Linked DNA regions of Ovis aries: regions 2 and 3 are each linked to region 1. A link is a contact called in public Hi-C data. All regions are on one chromosome and are shown on one strand. Each heading gives the region's core, a stretch centred on a gene start, on an enhancer-like site or on the middle of the called end of the contact. The rest is flanking DNA. Distances are from core to core; before and after follow the strand shown. Region 1 has its middle 99 kb from the start of USP12. Region 2 holds the start of URAD (ureidoimidazoline (2-oxo-4-hydroxy-4-carboxy-5-) decarboxylase). Region 3 has its middle 19 kb from the start of TRNAC-GCA.

What was found. A called contact is a pair of places that touch in the nucleus more often than the background predicts.
Region 2: a contact with region 1 is called in a Hi-C map of liver, with 7 times the contacts expected there. The contact joins the promoter of URAD here to the enhancer-like site in region 1. A contact is called at or near these places in 8 of 16 Hi-C or Micro-C datasets (blood, liver, mixed tissues and 4 more).
Region 3: a Hi-C map of mixed tissues shows a contact between it and region 1, with 7 times the contacts expected there. The contact joins two enhancer-like sites. A contact is called at or near these places in 13 of 16 Hi-C or Micro-C datasets (blood, hypothalamus, liver and 6 more).

The regions. Positions count from the first base shown.
Region 1 is chr10:33,036,892-33,039,807 of ARS-UI_Ramb_v3.0, forward strand. No RefSeq gene overlaps it. Among named protein-coding and RNA genes, the nearest start is that of USP12, 99 kb to the left of the region's middle. Within about 2 kb of position 1,435, at least 8 of the 54 cell types and tissues checked have an H3K27ac peak or open chromatin away from gene starts, as enhancers often do. A contact at or near this core is called in liver, where this site is marked.
Region 2 is chr10:32,345,935-32,348,850 of ARS-UI_Ramb_v3.0, forward strand. It overlaps URAD (ureidoimidazoline (2-oxo-4-hydroxy-4-carboxy-5-) decarboxylase), which reads left to right and starts at 1,364. Exons shown (of 2, transcript XM_015098158.4): 1 at 1,364-1,588. The coding sequence starts at 1,414.
Region 3 is chr10:32,453,007-32,455,922 of ARS-UI_Ramb_v3.0, forward strand. No RefSeq gene overlaps it. Among named protein-coding and RNA genes, the nearest start is that of TRNAC-GCA, 19 kb to the left of the region's middle. Within about 2 kb of position 1,360, at least 5 of the 54 cell types and tissues checked have an H3K27ac peak or open chromatin away from gene starts, as enhancers often do. A contact at or near this core is called in liver, where this site is marked.

The DNA of each region.
Region 1 (2,916 bases), core at 185-2,684:
CCTCCTGAGGTTAGAGGATCCCAGAGCTGGCTGCCCGCTCACCAGGACAGGATGTCAATATTTGATGACATCCGGGGACCGCCTGGAGTGCCAGGTGACGGGTGTGCCGGCAGGAATCAGGATCAGCTTTTTCAAGGAACAGTACACGGCTCCTGTTCCACAAGGAGAGCCTGGAAAGTGTTCCAAGAGTCTCCTAGCTTCTGTCCTTAGTAGGAAAGGTGCCTCTGACTCTTGCTGTCAGTTCAGAAGGGCTGGTGGAGTGGGAGGTAAAGCACTGACAGGGTGAAATGTCTCTGAGCTGGGACTCCGTTGGTGGATGAGGACCCCAGCAGAAGGTTCGATAGAAGGTGCTGGAGCCAGAGCTGGGATGGCAGCTCATGGCGCCATCTTCATCCAGACAATGCCCTCCAGTGAGTCTTCACATCTGTTTGCAGATTGGGAGACCCCATTCGTCCTCTGCTGACATTGTGATTTCCTAGAACACTGAGGCTTTGTAGGCCCTTCATCTTAGATAATTAATTAATTTGACTGCACCGGGTCTTAGTTGCGGCATGAGAACTCTTGGGCTTCCCAGCGATGCTAGTGGTAAAGAACTCGCCTGCCAGTGCAGGAGATAAAAAGAGACGCAGTTTTGATCCCTGGCTCAGGAAGATCCTTGGAGAAGGGCATGGCAACCAACTCCAGTATTCTTGCCTGGAGAATCCCATGGACAGAGGAGCCTGGCAGGTTACAGTCCACGGGGTCACAAAGAGTTGGACACGACTGAAGTGACTTAGCACACGCACACTTGAGAATTCTTAGCTGTGGCATGTGGGATCTAGTTTCCTGACCAGGGATGAAACCCAGGCCCCCTGCATTGGGGGCAAGGAGTCTTAGCTACTAGACTGCCAGAGAAGTCTCTTAGAGTCCTTTTTATTGTTATTGCTTCTCTTTTGGCCTTGCCTCCCCAGTGAAAGGATTCTCCTGCACTCTGCAAAGTGCCATGATAGACCCAAATCAGGGTTTTAGCTGTCCTCACTTGTTCTGCATTTGAAGTTGTTCAGGAACTTTAGAAGAAAGTTGCTGGAGAATTTCATTGCAAGATGCCAAAGTGCTTTAAAAAAAAAAACAAAACTGAAAATCCTTTCTGAGTTTCACTCCTCTTGGAGAGAGGCCTTCCAAGGCTCAGGACCGGCAAGCCATAAAGATAAGAAGCCACGCAGCCTTCTCATCTTGGAAGGGCTTATCTGTATTGGGTCCGGGGAAAAGCCACCTCTTAGAGGACGCCCCCTGTTGGCGTTCTCACTGTGGACTTTACCAGGGCCATGTCCCCAGGCTCCTGACGTCAGGCCCCTGTACCTGTGGGCAGGGCCACGTTGGGTCATTGAAGTGAGCACACCCTGGAGAGGCAGGAAGCGTTAGCTGGAGTCAGAGTCGGGCGCCAGCAGGGCCCCTCCCCGGGGCCCTCTGCACTTGAGATAGCTCGGGGAAACTTTCTCATTATCAGTGTGACCTCCAGGGCCCTGAGCGGCCCGTTAATCATTACCTGGGCAGGGCTGTATCCTGGGCTCTCGGGCCTGTTTTTGCATCCAGCTGGGTTTATTACAGGCCAAGGGGCCTTGGTGGGTGTTTAGATTGCATACTGATGGGTGGCCACTTGGCTCCAACTCACCCTTGCTGGATGTAGGACACAGGCCTCTTCTGGGAAACTTGGGTCATTTGGGCAGCCGGTACCCCATCCCTTGAGCTACTGCAGGCCCTGAGCACCCAGCATCTCCTAGGGGAGAAAACCCAAGACAGAACTGGGGTACAGGAAGGCCAGGCCAAGAGGTGAAACCTCCGAGTTGGATGGTGAAGAAGCCAGGATGAGTCACGGCTGTGCCCCTGGGGGGCCTCTGCTCAGGGTCCAAACAGCTGGGCCAGATTGGGCTTCCTGTTCTGAAACCCTCTTTCCTTCTTGAAACCCCCCTCCTCCTCCTGTTTGTCCTCAGAGTTGCTGAGACCTACTGAAGATGGTCGATGCACCTGTTGCGAAAGTGAGTTGACTTTCCCGGTAGCATCTCCCAGCTTCCTGATGACCATAACCAAGTTCTCAGCAATCAAAGAAAGTTGGGTGGGGATGGGGCCCAGGGCCACCTGCCCAGATGGCCTCCCCTGAACGAGTCAGGTTTTACAGGAACACCTGGCCCTGACCCAGTCACTCGGTACAAAAGCCCTGTGCCTCCCCAGCCCCAACTCACCCATGTGCAGTGCTGTCCACACGATGCTGCCTGCCTCTGCCCCCACCACCTGCTTTCCCACCGCCTCCCCTAACTGGGCCACCTCTTAGACCCTGCCCTTGAGCCAGCGGCCTTCTCTAGACTGCCCGTCTTATTTAAGGCCTGAAACTCCTTCCCTTCCTCCGCGTGGGGTCTGCTCAGGGCCAGATCTGAACCGAGCTGATTTGTGTGTTTTTTCTGAAGTTGGTGCCCAGGCTGCACTGGGCTGGGCAGGGCTGCCCTTTCCTTTGGGTCACTCCAGGGAGCTCCTGGGCCTGCTGCAAGTACAGGGATGTCACAGGGGTGACGCTGGGGCCCCTTCTGTGTTGCTGGGAAATCTGGCTCTGCTTGGGGTTGGTGTCTGTGCAGAACAAGAGGGGACTCTTGGTTCAGATGCGCGTCCTCCTGTGTGCATCGCGTGAGCCCCTCCACCCGAGGGTGGTGAGGGGGAGGCTGCACTCACAGCCCCTCCCCCTCTGTAATCCAGGCAGTGGGGGTGGTCATGGGAGCAGCTTCCTCCCATGAGGAAGGGGGAGGGGGCTTAAACAAGGGCTAGATCTGAAGCCCCTCCCCTTGTACCCCCAGGGCATTTGTGGGTGGCTCTTTGGTTGGTGCAGGGCACAGGTGCTGTTGCCAGGCAGGCACCCGGACTAGTGAGTGGCCTGCATCTAAAGCTGCC
Region 2 (2,916 bases), core at 114-2,613, 690 kb before region 1:
GTCTGCAGGGAACCTGCGGGGACAGGAAAGGGCTGTGTTGGCTCTGGTGGCAGAAGGGACGGCAGAGGAAGTTCTGTGGCTGGTCCTCTGCAGACTTTGTGCAGTCAACATTGTATCAGCCGACACCTCTGTAGTGCGATGTTAACAGGAACACTGCTAAGTTAACTTGCTTTATCTTTGCAAAAATCCCATCAGGCAAATACTTGTATTATGTCTACTTTACAGACGAAGAAACTGAAGTTCAGAAAAGTTTAATAACTTGATGAATGCCAACCAGTAGGGGGCAGAGCCTGGATCCAAGCTCTCCTGGGACCAGGCCCTCCACACTGGGCTGCCTGCCTAAAACTTCACACATGATACAGGATCCAGTGTGTGTTCACATATCTATGCAACGTATATGATAGGCAATACATATCATATATATCGGCTTCCCTGGTGGTTCAGTGGTAAAGAACCCGCCTGCCAATGCAGGAGACATGGGTTCGATCCCTGGGTCAGGAGGATCCTGGAGAAGGAGTTGGCAACCCACTCGAGCAAGGGAAATGTCATAAAACAGAGGAGCCTGTCAGGCTACAGTCTATGAGGTTGCAAAGAGTTGAACACAACTTAGCCATCCCACCACACACACACACACACACACACACACATGCATATGATTGTTGTTTAGTCACTAAGTCACCTCTGACCCTTTGCGACCCCGTGGACCGTAGCCTGTCAGGCTCCTCTGTCCGTGGGATTCTCCAGGCAAGAATACTGGAGTGGGTTGCCATTTCCATATCCAGGGAAGCTTCCCAACCCAGGGATCGAACCTGTGTCTCTTACATTGCAGGCAATCTCCTGTATCATTGTGGGTTGATTCTTTACCAACTGAGCTACCAGGGAAGCTCTGTGTGTGTGTGTGTGTGTGTGTGTGTTGCTATACATATTTATCTTCCTCCGTATTTGAAGACATGGCCTGTAATGATGGTACTTCTGGCACCAGACTTACCCTCTTTGAAAAGCAAAGTTCCTTGACTTCTTTGCTGTCAGTTCTTCAGTCATGAAACAAATACAGTAAGCGGGCAGGCTAAAATGTTAATGGCACCAGAAGGCTAACTGGCTTGAATGCTGAGGCTGAATATGGCCTCTGCCGGCTTGGATGGTGGGAAGAGTTTCGCTGGACATGTTTCCCCCTCTGCAAGATCTCTGCTCGCTGGATTAGACCTTAAGCCTGTGTTTGTTGATTGCACAAGAACTCTGGATCTCTGCTTTTCCCAGAGGCATTTAAAACATGCCAAGCTGGTGTTGCAAAAAAAAAAAAAAAAAAAAAAACCAAGCCTGTGCATTCAGCAAATATAATTCGACGAGCAGAGACGTGTCAGTCACTCACCCAGAGGAGAGCCCAGTCCTGCCACCGCCGCTGGAGCACACGCCATGGACATTGAGAAGGTCAACTCCATGGGCTTCGGAGAATTTGTGGATGTGTTCGGAAACGTCATCGAGAGATGTCCTCTGATCGCAGCCGCAGTTTGGTCCAAGCGCCCGTTCTCTGGCTTGGGAGATTTAGAGAAGCACTTTTTTGCCTTTATTGATGGTCTTCCATTGTCAGGTAAGGCTTTGGGGTTGGACACTGAGAGTCTCCACGGAGGGATTTCAGGTGTGCTTATCAAAAAGATAGGGGAGGGAATTCCCTGGTGGTCCAGTGGTTAAGACTCAGGTTTCACTGCGAAGGGCCTGGGTTTGAACCCTGATTGGGGAGCTAAGATCCCACAAGCCATCAGTTCAGTTCAGTTCAGTTCAGTCACTCAGTCATGTCTGACTCTTTGCGATCCCATGGACTACAGCACACCCCCTTCGCTGTCCATCACCAACTCCTGGAGCTTACTCAAACTCGTCCCACAAGCCATAGTGTGGCCAAAAAACATTTCTTTTAAAATGGGGGGAGGGGAGGTCTTGTGGCTGTTTTGGATTTTTAAACACAATTTTTAAAGGTTACTTTCCATTTAGTTATTACAAAATATTGGCTGTAGTCTCAGTCTTGTATGATATATTCCCGAGCGGATCTTAGACCCAATTGTCTCAGCCTCCCCTCCCCCATCCATCATGCCCCTCCCGCCTCCCCTCCCCTCCCCACTGGTAACCTCTAGTTTTCTCATCTGTGAGCCTACTTCTTTTTTGTTATCAAACTGTTTTGAGATGTTTGAGCCTAGTCGCTTATCCCGGGTATACACATTTACTTGTTTTTGCTGTAAGGCTTGGTGAGTTTCTTCAGACTTTTGCAAAAGAGAGTCAAACCCTTGCAGTGTTAAGTGGACAGTAGAGTGAAAGAAGGTTCATTGGCTCAGGTAAACTGGCTGTTAAATATTAAAGCTCTGGGGTTACCAGGAAAGAGGAGGCAGCCACCTCCTCTGGCCTCAAAGCTGCTCAGGGACCAAAGGTCAGGCTAGTGTCCCCCTGCCCCGCCCCACCTCAGCCCTGCATTGGCTTTGGGAATGTCCCTTATGCAAGAGAGGAGACCGCTCCGTATCAGACTATCTGAGGAGCCTGGGGGGGAAGAGAGAATGGCTGACGTTTTACCAGAAAGGGCCGGTTTGGACTAGGCGGCTGAGGAAAGTAAAGTCCCTCAGGTCAGCAGCTCCCTGTGGGTGTGAGGTAGAGGGGGAACGACAAAAGTCTGAAGAAATCCCTCTGGAGAAAGGGGTAGAAAATGCCGATTTCCTCTGGGTGGAGAGAGAAAAGGAGGCCCTTGGGGGTGTAAGATGGGGAGAAGAGGGAAGTTTGGGGGCGAGTCAGGAGGACACACAGCCTCCCAGGGGTTCACAGGCCAAAGGTCAGCGGCCAAGGCTGTCTCCCAGGCTGTCCTCAGGGTCCCTGGAGAAGCCTGGACTGGCTGAGGGGACCTCGAGGGGACAGGCTATCTTCACAGAGGGGCTTCCA
Region 3 (2,916 bases), core at 110-2,609, 580 kb before region 1:
ACTTGCTCCTTGGAAGAAAAGCTATGACCAACCTAGACAGCATATTAAACAACAGAGACATTACTTTGCCAACAAAGGTCTGTCTAGTCTAAGCTATGGTTTTTCCAGTAGTCATGTATGGATGTGAAAGTTGGACCATAAAGAAAGCTGAGCGCTGAAGAATTGATACTTTCAAATTGTGCTGGAGAAGATTCTTGAGAGTCCCTTGGACTGCAAGGAGATCAAACCAGTCCATCCTAAAGGAAATCAGTCCTGAATATTCATTGGAAGGGCTGATGCTGAAGCTGAAGCTCCAATACTTTGGCCACCTGATGTGAAGAGCTGACTCATTGGGAAAGACCCTGATGCTAGGAAAGATTGAAGGCAGGAGAAGGGGATGATAGAGGATGAGATGGTTGGATGGCATCACTGACTTGATGGACATGAGTTTGAGTAAGCTCCGTGAGTTGGTGATGGACAGGGAAGGCTGGCAGGCTGCAGACTATGGGGTTGCAAAAAGTCAGACACGACTGAGTGACTGAGCTGAACTGATTGATATAACTTTAAAATTATGGAAAATTATATAGCAAAAATACCAACATCTACCATCTTGAAGAGACAGGATTCTAGGATGTTAAAATCATTTCACTTTCCCTTCCTTTTCTGAGTGATATAAAATGTAGAATGAAAGCTTCACACACACCATGAAAACTTCAGTCCCACCATGCTCAAGGGCGCTGTGACCTTGGACAAGTCCTTTATCCCCTCTGGGCCTCCTGTTCCATCTACCTAACAATGAGAAGGTGGTTTAATTTCAACACTGGCTTCCAGCTCTGACATTCCTTTTTGACTTAATGAATCTCATTTTCAGTAAGGGAGTAGGGGCAAGGGGGGAGGGGGGAGTCAAAGTTTATCGGTCAAAGGGACTGATAAACAGTCCCTTGGGAAGTTTCTCTCTTATTTTGACCTGTTTCAATTGTTCTTTTCCCATCAGTCGTTTGAGAAGGGAAATCGCCAGAGATGGGTCAAGTCACTCGGGGAAAAAAGCACTTTTCCAGAATGACAAATTTTAACCTATACATTAAAACAAAACAAGCAAAACCCACTACCCATGGAAACAACACACTCCACAAACAAAAACCAGCTCCCCAAACACATCCCGCAGCCCTGTTCTGATCCCAAAGGCCCTTGGCGGCTTTCTTAAGATCACCTGTCGCTTACACACCGGAATAACAGTAACAATGGCCAGCAGATGTTTTTCGGATCGCCGGAGGGTCTCTGAGCACGTTCTCACACAAAAGCACGGGGAGATCCGGGCGGGGTGGAGGAGGCGGGGGAGAAGGGGCGGGTCCCGGCGCTCTCGCGGCGCGAGCTGGTCGGGTCACCTGGTGGCGCAGGCGCACCTGCCGAGCACGCCAGGCTCGGCTCTCGGGCGCCCTCTGCCGTGCGCTCCCCCGGCGCGTCCGCCTGGCCGGGCCCGGGGCAGCCTTTTCCACCAGCTGGGTCCCCACAACTCAACGTTCCTGCGCCCCGCAGCCTGGCGCTCGCGGTTCCCAGGGAACTGAGAGGCCTCAAGCACTGTCTCAGTCGCCTATTAAACCCGCGAGCTTCCTTCAAACCCACAAATCTGCTCTCAGAGGAGAAGTCTTGTATTGTCTGCTCTCCTTCTCCAGACAGAGGGATGCTTGTAGGGGAGACCCTTGCTCACTCCGGATGATGAAAACAAAAATACTTTCTGCAGTTAAGTGTAAGCATTGAATGTGCTTCTCGCGTATTCTTACACGGCCCCGCTCGAGGAGGGATCTGAGTCTGAGAACGACCCCTCTAGAATCTTCTCACCTGCCTGCTCCCCCTCCCTTCCCACCGCCCTTCAATTTTCCAGGGGATGCAGTCACCTAGACCGCACGTCTTCCTGCTAGATGTGTGTGCGTATGTGCTAAGTCACTTCGGTAGTGTCTGACTTTTTATGATTCCTCTGTCCCTGGGATTCTCCAGGCAAGAATACTGGAGTGGGTTGCCATGCCCTCCTCCAAGGGATCTTCCCCAGCGATGGAACCTGCATCTCTTCCCCAGGGATGGAACCTGCATCTCTTCCCCAGGGATGGAACCTGCATCTCTTGTAGGCGGGTTCTTTACCACGAGCACCACCAACCCAGATGTGCAGCAGCAGGAAATCACTAAACCTGTCAGTGGTAACAATATCAACCTCCTCGAACCCACTCATGTATTCACCTGAGTCTTTCTCCTATCCCAGCTGAGCCCTGGGCTTGGCGCTGGGGGTTTATGTCAGTGAACAAGACAGATGCTTTCTTTACTCTCCTGAAACTTACCACTCAAGGAAGGAGCTGGAGCTGAAAACCAATAAAAACACAAACGGTTGTGTGTCCCTATAGGGAAGGTGACACATGAGAGTAATTTAGGTTGAGACCTCACTGCCAGAGCATGCAAGCTCAGCCTGAGGGATAAATAAGAATAGCCCAGGTGGAAAATGTTGGACAAAGACTGAGACAGGAGGTGTCATAAATTCCGGGAGAGGCTGTGTGGCTGAGTCATCAGGAGTGAGGAGGACAGACAAAAGGCAGAGAAACTCTTGAAGGCTGAGCTATGCAAATAGGTGAAATCCTAGAGAGAAGTGGAAACCATTGAATGGAGCCAGAGGGGCAGCAGCACGTCCTGCAGGTGGGTGTGGGTCTGGGGAAGGGGGTGGGCACAGGCACCTTCTGGGTCTCTGACTCTGGCAGGAAGACTTGGTGGGGGGCAGTCAAAGCTACATCTTAGGGGGACTGTTGAGAAATGTACTCAGGATCGTTGCTCTCCAGAAAGGCACTTTTGGTACCAAACGTGTGTATTAGTAGCTCTTTTCTTAAAAATTATTTTTGGCTTTGCCCAGTCTTAGTTACACAGCTCGAAGGACCTTCCTTGCAGCATGCCAAACTC